Linked DNA regions of Bicyclus anynana: region 1 is linked to region 2. A link is a contact called in public Hi-C data. All regions are on one chromosome and are shown on one strand. Each heading gives the region's core, a stretch centred on a gene start, on an enhancer-like site or on the middle of the called end of the contact. The rest is flanking DNA. Distances are from core to core; before and after follow the strand shown. Region 1 overlaps LOC112047039 (CHH-like protein). Region 2 overlaps LOC112047039 (CHH-like protein).

Region 1 (4,687 bases), core at 353-2,852, 69 kb before region 2:
AATGTTATATTATATTGTCGTTAAAACTCTAAAAATATAAATGATTATCTCTAGCTATATCATATTATATTTTCAGGAACTTTTCCCGAATTTTAGACAACCTTTTTTGGGATTTAATTACGTAACTTTTGAGCATATTTTTGTATTAATGTCTATAACCATTTTACCACAATTTTTATAGCTATAATCAACGGGAAGTTTTGATTCCCTCGAGAGTGTTGAAATATGCATTTTTCTAAAGAAACAGCCGTGTCTTTATATTGCGAAAAGTTACAACTTTAATTTTAAACAATTTCAGGGGACCGTAGACCTGAATACCTATACGGTTTAAGTTTCTTTTAGATATCACCACGCATTCCCGAAGTAAAAGGCCTTTGCAGACAGATAGACGGACAACAAACTGAGCTTATAATGTTCTTGCGTTTTGACGTACGCAACCTTTTTCTTGGGGGTGAATCTCTTTGTAACCCGACTGGGGGACAAGACGTGTTATGTGGGACTTAAGTACCACTAAAACCTTTGGCAGGTTTCGAGACCTAATTTAAACTCGCCGATGCTTCGTTGCACTACGCCTCTAGTGCTCATCTAAGGGCAAGATCTTTTTTCATATACCAAGTATAGCTTGTGCCCTAAGCTATCTAATGAACGTACGGAACCCTAGAAAAGAGTTAAGATGCTTACCACAATAAAATCGATTGAAACCTACTAAATGATATCACAATTGGATGTCTGTAATCTGATGATAGCGGCCGGTAAATATAAAGCCGGTGTTATTTACTTATAAGTACGTACCTACTACAACAGCTTTTCTAGCCGTTTAGCAACAAGCTTTAAAATATTGTATCTTGATTTCATTTGACTGTGATTTTATAAGTCATTGAACTTAATTTTTTTTTATATTTTAGTACTAGAGCTTAATATTAATGTTATGTTCTATATAGTCAGTTTTTAAACTTTTTAAAAAGTTGCCTTTAGAAGTAGGTATAGTCAATCCATTATTTTTTATTATCCGCCCACTTTAATATACTCGCGTCATGCTAAAGTGGGCTGATAATTGTGGCTCTGAGTATATTTTGACTGGGTTGGTTGGCGTTTTCAGACTTTGCCGTGAGAATACGAGAGTTTAAAAATATATTGTACCTGTTCTTTGGTGAAGGAATTTTTAATGGGTTCAGTGGTTTATACGTGAAAGTGTGACAAACAAACAAATAAACTCACATTCGCGTATGTTTTTATAATATTTGGTACTTAGGGTATAGATAAAATAGTAATATTATAAAAAGGAAAGATTTGCATTTGTATGTAACTAGGTAATTAACTCAAAAACTATTGGATCGATTTGAAACTTACATTATCAGAGTGGAACATAGGCTATATTTTATCACCATATTCGCAAGGGAATGGGAAAAACGCGGGTGAAACTGCGAGGTTCTACTTGTAGTTTATGTAGAATATAGATGAACAAACTGCATCTATAAGTTATAACTAAGAAGTAAGATCTTTAACTAAGTATCGAAGGCGGTGCATTGAAGGCTATATACATCATACAGACGTGTGCCTGTGTGCGTGGCTCCCACGCGCGCACACACCCGCACCGCACGCACACTGACGCGTCGAGCAGACGCTAGACTGCTCGGCTGCCACCCAAGATACCTGTAGGGCTGACAATAATGGAAGATCTACACCTAATAAATAAGGGTTCCGTTTTTTGTACTACGTACTGTTAGTCTCGGTATCTTGGTGTTTATAAAAAAAACTAAGTTTATTATTTAAATATCTATAATTGTTTACTACATCCAGTTTATTAGAACCAGCTAAATAGTGAAGCGTAGTGGTGGAAAACCATATCATCCGGGGATGGGGATGTAGTTAAAAAAGTTTTCATATAAATCAGTTAGATTAATTACACTATTTGTAGCTTCAGAAAGTCTTGCGACTATGAAGAGAAATAGGCAAAAAAAGACAATGTTTTCAACATTGTTGTATCGCTTTCGTACCCACGCAATGAAAGAGATAACGGTATTTCCGGTTGCGCCGCCATTGGATTTATTTTGTCTATTTCTGTCCACGAATTAATCTTGTTGGTCGCATGTTAGCACCACAGTTTTACCCCTTAACACGAGTTTTTCGCTATGATGGAGTGAAAGTTAACACCTCCTTGATCTTTTTAATTAAGCCCGATAGTATGTCCACGTTATTCTTTATATAAAAATAAAAAAAAAACTTCAGAAAAAAGTAAATTAATATCATTTCAAGTTTGTTGTCAGCCCTAACCCAGCAGCAAATGAAATGCGTCCAGCCCAGCTATTTTATAAAAAGTTTACGCAGTTTTTTTTAAGAATGCGGTCTATAATTGCACAGCTGCGTTTATCCTAGTCCAGATACCTTGTTTCTGAGGGTACTTGTCACTAATAACAGTGTCATTCGTTATGCGTGTGGTAGCATTTACACTTTGATCATCGCCGACTTGCCGGGACTATTTGGATCGTTCTATTTTTTTTTATATTTCTCAAGAAATGCGTAAGAAATGAATGCAGGGAATAGGAATTTCTTTTTGTAAAACCGTATATAGCGCCGCGTTTGATGAATATACTTTTGGAATTATTATTTAATCATTTATTTACATGAAATTAATACAAAGATTTTTTTATTTTTGCTCGTAAGCGCTTGTCGGCTTTTCTAAGCACTACCACCTACACCTCTACATTTATTGTAATTTCATCATCATCATCATCATCATCATCATCATCATCATCATTAACAGCCGATGGACGTCCACTGCTGGACATAGGCCTCTTGCATGGACTTCCAAACACAACGGTCTCGAGCCGCCAGCATCCAGTGGCTCCCTGCAACCCGTTTGATATACTCAGTCCACCTAGAAGGGGGTCGAGAAATACTGCGCTATCCGGTGGGAGTCGCTGTTCCAGCAGCTTGGGACCCCAACGTCCATCGGTTCTTCGAACTATGTGCCCTCCCCATTTCACTTTGCGTATTGTAATTTAGTTATCGAAATTGTTACATACTTATTTAATTGATGATAAACAGTCGTTATTTCTTTGTTATTGATTGAAACCATTTATTTTGTTATTAGGTGTTCCTAAAATAAATGATATTCGTTATATGCTTCAAAGAATTACTCTCTTACCTACCACCTTCTATAACGCTTGTATAGATTCAGAAACCTTTTCGTACAGATTCGCGTTCATTACCAAAGCTTCTTAACAAAACAATTTATTGTAGTTAAATAGTGTATAGTGAAACAAAGGAATTTGACTCATAATTGAAGATAAAGTTCAAACAAACTTTAATCTGAAAGTCGAACACGTGAAGTCAAGGACCAGAAAAAGTAGAGGAGTACTGTATCTACATTTTTATAACTCGACTTTGTGAGTCTTGAATTTTAACACTAACGCGATATCAAATACAGCCAGAGAGAGATACCTACTCGTGGAGACAAATTCAAAACTCAAACTGTTGAGTTATAAAAACATGTTTATGTACTTAATATGGCTATAAGTAGATACTGTATCAAAGGTTTTATAAGGTGTGTCCTTATAAGACATGTAAGTATTTAACAAAGATTAAGATTCTTGACATGTCTAAGTAGAGCAAGAGGAAAATCGTGCGAGAAAATAGAATTTGTGAGCTAAAGTTACCAAGAACAGCTATTTAGAAACGTACCTTGAAGCGCAATGGAATTTTCTGAATGGCATTTAAAGTAAGCAATATCGCCTAATAAAAACACATCTCAAATTGAATGAACATAATTCAGTAATAAACCCACACAGTTTATTCTGTTTACATAAACACTGTGAAAATACTCATTTAGTTTACCAGTATAATAAGACCTCTGTTGTAAAAGCAAATGAAACCTCTCGTGGCTCTAACAAATGGTTATTGCTAGACAAAGTGGCACCGCCAGATTACTCGTCCCATACTGATGGTATGTGAAATGTATTTGCATTAATTGAAAGTTTCCACTGTCCTTGTCGGCGACAAAATATTGCAATTTGTGGTACAAGCATCGGGGACTATTTAAATAGGTAAATATTTGGTATTTTCCATTCATTTGGCGATAAAGTGGCTATTTGTTTGAAATTTTACGACTGAGTGCAGGTTTATCGTGGTAATTATAAATGTTTAAAAAAAAAACAATATAAAACAGGTTCATATTGATTGTAACTTGTATCTCTGCGTGATCTGATCAAAGATGAGAAGTCACAGAAGTACCAAAATAATGATATAGCTGAAGTGGCAATGGGAGATGAACTTTTTAGTTGGAAGAGGTGAACGGTCCCAAAGTAATGAAATGGCGACCCCACTAGATGTATGTACCCACCATTGTTATGTAAACTGGTTGTTTGAAGCTGCTAAATGCTAAATGTGCAGCACACCTATGTTCAATGAACGTAAATCTACACATAGTTAATTTAAAATTAAAGACTGCTTAATAGGTAAAGTACCTTGGTACCTTGACATACACCAACGGCTACGGATCATACAATACCTTGTAAAAGATAAAAATTAAAAACTATTTCAAATACTTAGGATAAATAAATACATACTCGTAGATACAAAAATTAATGTAGATGCGAATGAGAAACATACGAAGGTAAATATTTATTTGTGTGTCTAGATAACAAAATCCCTAAAACAACAACGCAGATGAGATGTAAATGATAAA
Region 2 (4,671 bases), core at 2,129-4,628:
GCCTCCCACCAGCCAGACCTGTAAAATCAAGTGATATCCTTGTCGGACAATTTTCATTGGTAATATTTGTTATCGGAAACAGCGAAGTCTGGAATTTTCCAGACTTCGCTGTTTCGCTGCTTTGAAGAGAAACGCCCAACCACCTTGGCTCGCTACGTTCATAGTTATGTCACACAAAACATATATATTGTTATGTTCGACTCGCCATGAAAGTCACAAAAAGTTTGAGTAGTGTCGTCATCTGTACTAATATTATAAAGCTGAAGAGTTTGTTTGTTTTTAAAGCGCTAATCTCAGTAACTACTGGTCTAATTTGGAAATTTCTTTCAGTGTTAGAAAGCTCATTTATCGAGGAACGTTATATGCTATATTATCCCCGTACTCCTACGTGAACGAGAACCACGCGGGTGAAACCGCGCGTCAGCTATTGAATCAATATTTTGTTCCTGGGCCCAAGAATAAAGCAACTTCGTCATGTAATTTCGAGATCTTACTCCTCGACGTTGAGTGGAAACGTAATAATTTTGAGAAATTGTTTTTTTTTTCGGTCCACCGCTCGGAAGGGCTACGTCAGCGTCTGGGCGCGCCGCCGTTCTCTGAATCGGTGAAAAAAATAAAAAAAAAGTGTATTAAAAAAACATGGCGCCCAACCGGGACATGAGGGATCGTTGTATCTGTGTGTCGATATGAGAGACTTTTATCTTTTACACATAAATCTCTTGACGTCATCATCGAGAAATGGATTCGAACTTCCTCTTTGATAAACAATTGGGATTACCGCGAAATGTTTTTTTTTTAAATCGATGTCATAGAAGCGGTTTTATCGAGATACTATGCGTTTTATATTGGCTCGTGGGTAACAATTAAGAACACTTATTTTAATCAAACTATTCATCATCATCAACAAATATTCGGCTCACTGTTGAGCTCGAGACTCCTCTCAGAATGAGAAGGATTAGGCCAATAGTCCACCACGCTGGCCCAATGGCAGATTAAGAAAACTCTCTGGTTTGCAGGTTTCCTCACGATGTTTTTCCTTCGCCGTTGAACGAGTTGGATTTTTAAAAGGTAACCCGATAGAAATCAGGTTGTTAGGAACCATTGCCCCTGGTATCCAACATAAAAAAGGATAGAAAACAGTCTAACGAATGTTAATAAAGCAACTACTGTGCAAAAGAATACACATGGATTAGATTTCTCGTAGCTTATAGATAAACCTCCCACATCCGTATGAGTCATATATTTAATACAAACTCAGTTATTAAATAGGTTACAGTTACCAGTAAAACGTTTAATGGAAACAATCTTGTCATCGTGATAAGTAAGAAAATTATTGAGTGACGCAAAAAAAGATTAATTGTATTTTAATCGGTTGCAAAATAAGGGTTTATAACACTCGCGTAGAAAAAAAAATAAAACTGGTCAAATTACAAACATTAATTCACAATTTGAGATTTTACTTCGATTTGATTTTTTGTCTGTCTGTCTGTCCGTGTTTTTTTGTTATTCGAGCATCACGCTGAAACTACTGAATTAATTCAAATAAAACTTTTACTCGTTTTGAGACCATAATATGAAAAACGTTATAGGATGCTTTTTATTGCGAAAATAAAATAAGAAATGGGGTTGAAAGATTGTATGAAAAGTCCTTCATTTTAGAGTTACAGTTTTAAAAATTTGCTCTTAAATCATAAAAAAAAATATTAAATATAGTGTGATTCAAGAATTTTTAAAATTCAAGCCCTAAAGTGATGAAATAGGGGTTGAAAGTTTTCACTGATTTCCACGCGGAAGAAGTCGCAGGCGTCCGGTAGTACGTATAACTACAAGTAACATACGCCGCGCGGTTTGACCCGCGTCGTACCCGTTGCCATGGGTACGGAGATAAAATACAGCCTAAATTACAGTATAAAATACAGCCTAAATCACTCGGTGAAGATGTTGTGATTGTAATGGTGAAAGAATTTGTAAAATCGGTTGATTAAATAGTAATAAACATCGTGAGGAAACCTACGTACTTGAGAATTTTCTTAATTTTCACCAATCCGCATTAGGTTTGCGTAGTGGACTATTAGCCAAACCTTCATTCAAGACCGAAGCACGTTGTATACGACAATAATTGATCTCGGCAGGGATCCAACCTTTATTTTGGCTGGTGGGAGGTTTCAGCCGTGGCTAGTTACCCTACCGACAAAGACGTACCTCCAAGCGATTTAGTGTTCCGGTACGATATCATGTAGAAACCGAAAGGAGTGTGGATTTCACCCTACTCCTAACAAGTTAGCCCGCTTTCATCTTAGATTGCATCATCACTTACCATCAGGTGAGATTAACTACATTAAGGGCTAACTTGTAGAAAAAAGAAAAAAAGCCTTTTAGGAACCAAATCCTTTTAGTTTGGAGTCCGACCGGTTAATCGCGAAGTTATAGAGGCATTATTTCTTACACTCATTCTTCTCAGTATCGTGCGATACTAAACTAATTTATATAATTAACACCTTGGCTTAATTATCGCTTACTGGTATTAGGGAAAAATGTACGTATAGGGCGCCGTTTGACTATAGGGGGTAGTTACACCACACGATACGGAAACGATTTGTGGAATACATAGATGATTGAACTTGAAATGGATCGGGGACCTTAGCCGTGTGGCACGTCGATTCTCTTTTTACAAAGGCTAACGCTTCGAAAACTAACAAAACTTATGTGAATGACAGATGCGATCGACTACTTGATCACGTGACCTGTCGATAGTCAATGTCATTCCCATACATTTTTAATTTTCGCTAACGCTTCGAAAACTAGAAAGATGTATAGGAATGACATTAGCTATCGACAGTTCACGTGATCAAGATCTGTCATTCCCATACATTATTCTAGTTTTCAAAGCGTTAGCGATCGTAGAAAGAGAATCGACGTGCCACTTGGCTAGGGGAGCTGTATTGGAAAAGCAATTATTTATTTTGTACAATCTGTACGTATATATAAACAGTCAGTTAGTTTTTTTATCGAATCCCTCCCGTTACGTGCGATACAAGTTAACGTATTCCATGAACCAATGTAATTGATGTTCGGACCCACGCGTTTTACATGGAACTTTTAAAGTAAACATGCCTCCGAACAAATAATATGACAAACGTTTCATTCACTTCAACATTAACGAAAATTAATTCTATAATCATCACGAATAAAGGTCATAATCGCTTGAAGCTATCGAGGGCATCGGAGTAGACGCGCTGTCTGCCCGTCTTCACGCACATTCCACGAATTACACTATCAATTTCTCTTGTTAGCTTTCCATTGACGCATTATACCTATCTACGCACCAAAGATTACATTAACAACCAGCTATGTAAACTTAACAGATGGAATGTTCCTCTTTTAATGCGTGCGGTGTAAATTTTCCAATGAAGGTAAACAGCGAGGTACATAGTAGCACTTCGTACAAAGCTTGTTGGTACTCAAACAAATATAAGAATGATCAGGTAGCTTGTAAGTCATCATCGGGAAAATTATTTTGAAAAATAAGTGGAATCCTAAAGACACCGCGTTAATAAAGAAACCAGTGCTTCGTGGTTATATAGATGGCCCACATGGTAGGGTGGTAACTAGCCACCGCCGAAGCCTCCCACCAGCCAGACCTGGACAAATTAAGAAAATCTCAATCTGTCCAGCCAGGTATCGAACCCAGGACCTCCGTTTTGTAAATCCACCGCGCAAACCACTGCGCCACGGAGGCCGTCAAATAAACTACCAACTACCTCTAAATAAACTATTATTATTATTTCAAAAATTAATGTAAGCTAAGCCTAAGTACATAACATAAATTAATTTAGATTTCGATTTTTGGAAGTCCTCCTCTTTGGAAGTCGGTTAAAAATTACATGCACACGATACTTAACTCGTTATAACTTCGGACTTGGCACGACATTCCACACTCGGGAACTAAAACGGTGCGTTACATAAAAATAGCTTAATTATAATTAGTAAACATCGCTCAGGAATTTGTACATCGCGGAATTTGGAGTCATAAAAGTGTTTGTGCTGCGTTTGACGTGCGCAATGGAAATAGATTTATTGTCTAACGCACCCCCACTGGCATGCAACTATACAAGGTCATTAGGCTGAACGAGATCTTGAGAGCAACTTGTAGTGGGTATCTTCTTACCAGGAGTGTAGTTTCACCCGCGTGGAATACCCGCTAAGCGCTAGTTTATGTTAGGTTTTATTTTTTAATTGAAATAATAATATGGTTTAAATAATAATAATAATGTACTGTGTATTAGGTATGTATCCTTTTTAAGAAAGTTCTTACATATACCTAAACTTAAAATCAAAATGCGGGAAGCACATAGTTCGAAGAGCCCATGAACGGTGAGTTCCCAAGTTGCTGGAATGGCGACCACGCACTACAAAGCGCAGTGTTGTTAGACCCCCATCTGGTGGACTGACGACATCAAGCGAGTCGCAGGAATTCGCTGGATACAGGTGGCTCAGTATCGTGATGTTTGGAAGTCCCTACAAAAGGCCTATGTCCTGCAGTGGACGTCCATCGGCTTACATGATGATGATGATGAAAAAAATAAATATCTAAAAACACTTAAATGATCACAAAAATGTATAGTAGTTATGTACATGTAATAGGCTACGTTTAATGACCTACTGGCAGAG

Evidence for each region. Hi-C and Micro-C count contacts between places; a contact is called where the count stands out from the background.
Region 1: a contact with region 2 is called in a Hi-C map of whole larva, with 2.4 times the contacts expected there. The contact joins two enhancer-like sites. A contact is called at or near these places in 2 of 2 Hi-C or Micro-C datasets (whole body and whole larva).

The regions. Positions count from the first base shown.
Region 1 is chr20:2,015,741-2,020,427 of ilBicAnyn1.1, reverse strand. All of the region lies in intron 1 of LOC112047039 (CHH-like protein), which reads right to left. Among protein-coding and RNA genes, the nearest start is that of LOC112047048, 36 kb to the left of the region's middle. Within about 2 kb of position 1,602, at least 8 of the 8 cell types and tissues checked have open chromatin away from gene starts, as enhancers often do.
Region 2 is chr20:1,948,593-1,953,263 of ilBicAnyn1.1, reverse strand. The region is part of intron 1 of LOC112047039 (CHH-like protein); the gene reads right to left. Among protein-coding and RNA genes, the nearest start is that of LOC112047038, 11 kb to the right of the region's middle. Within about 2 kb of position 3,378, at least 8 of the 8 cell types and tissues checked have open chromatin away from gene starts, as enhancers often do.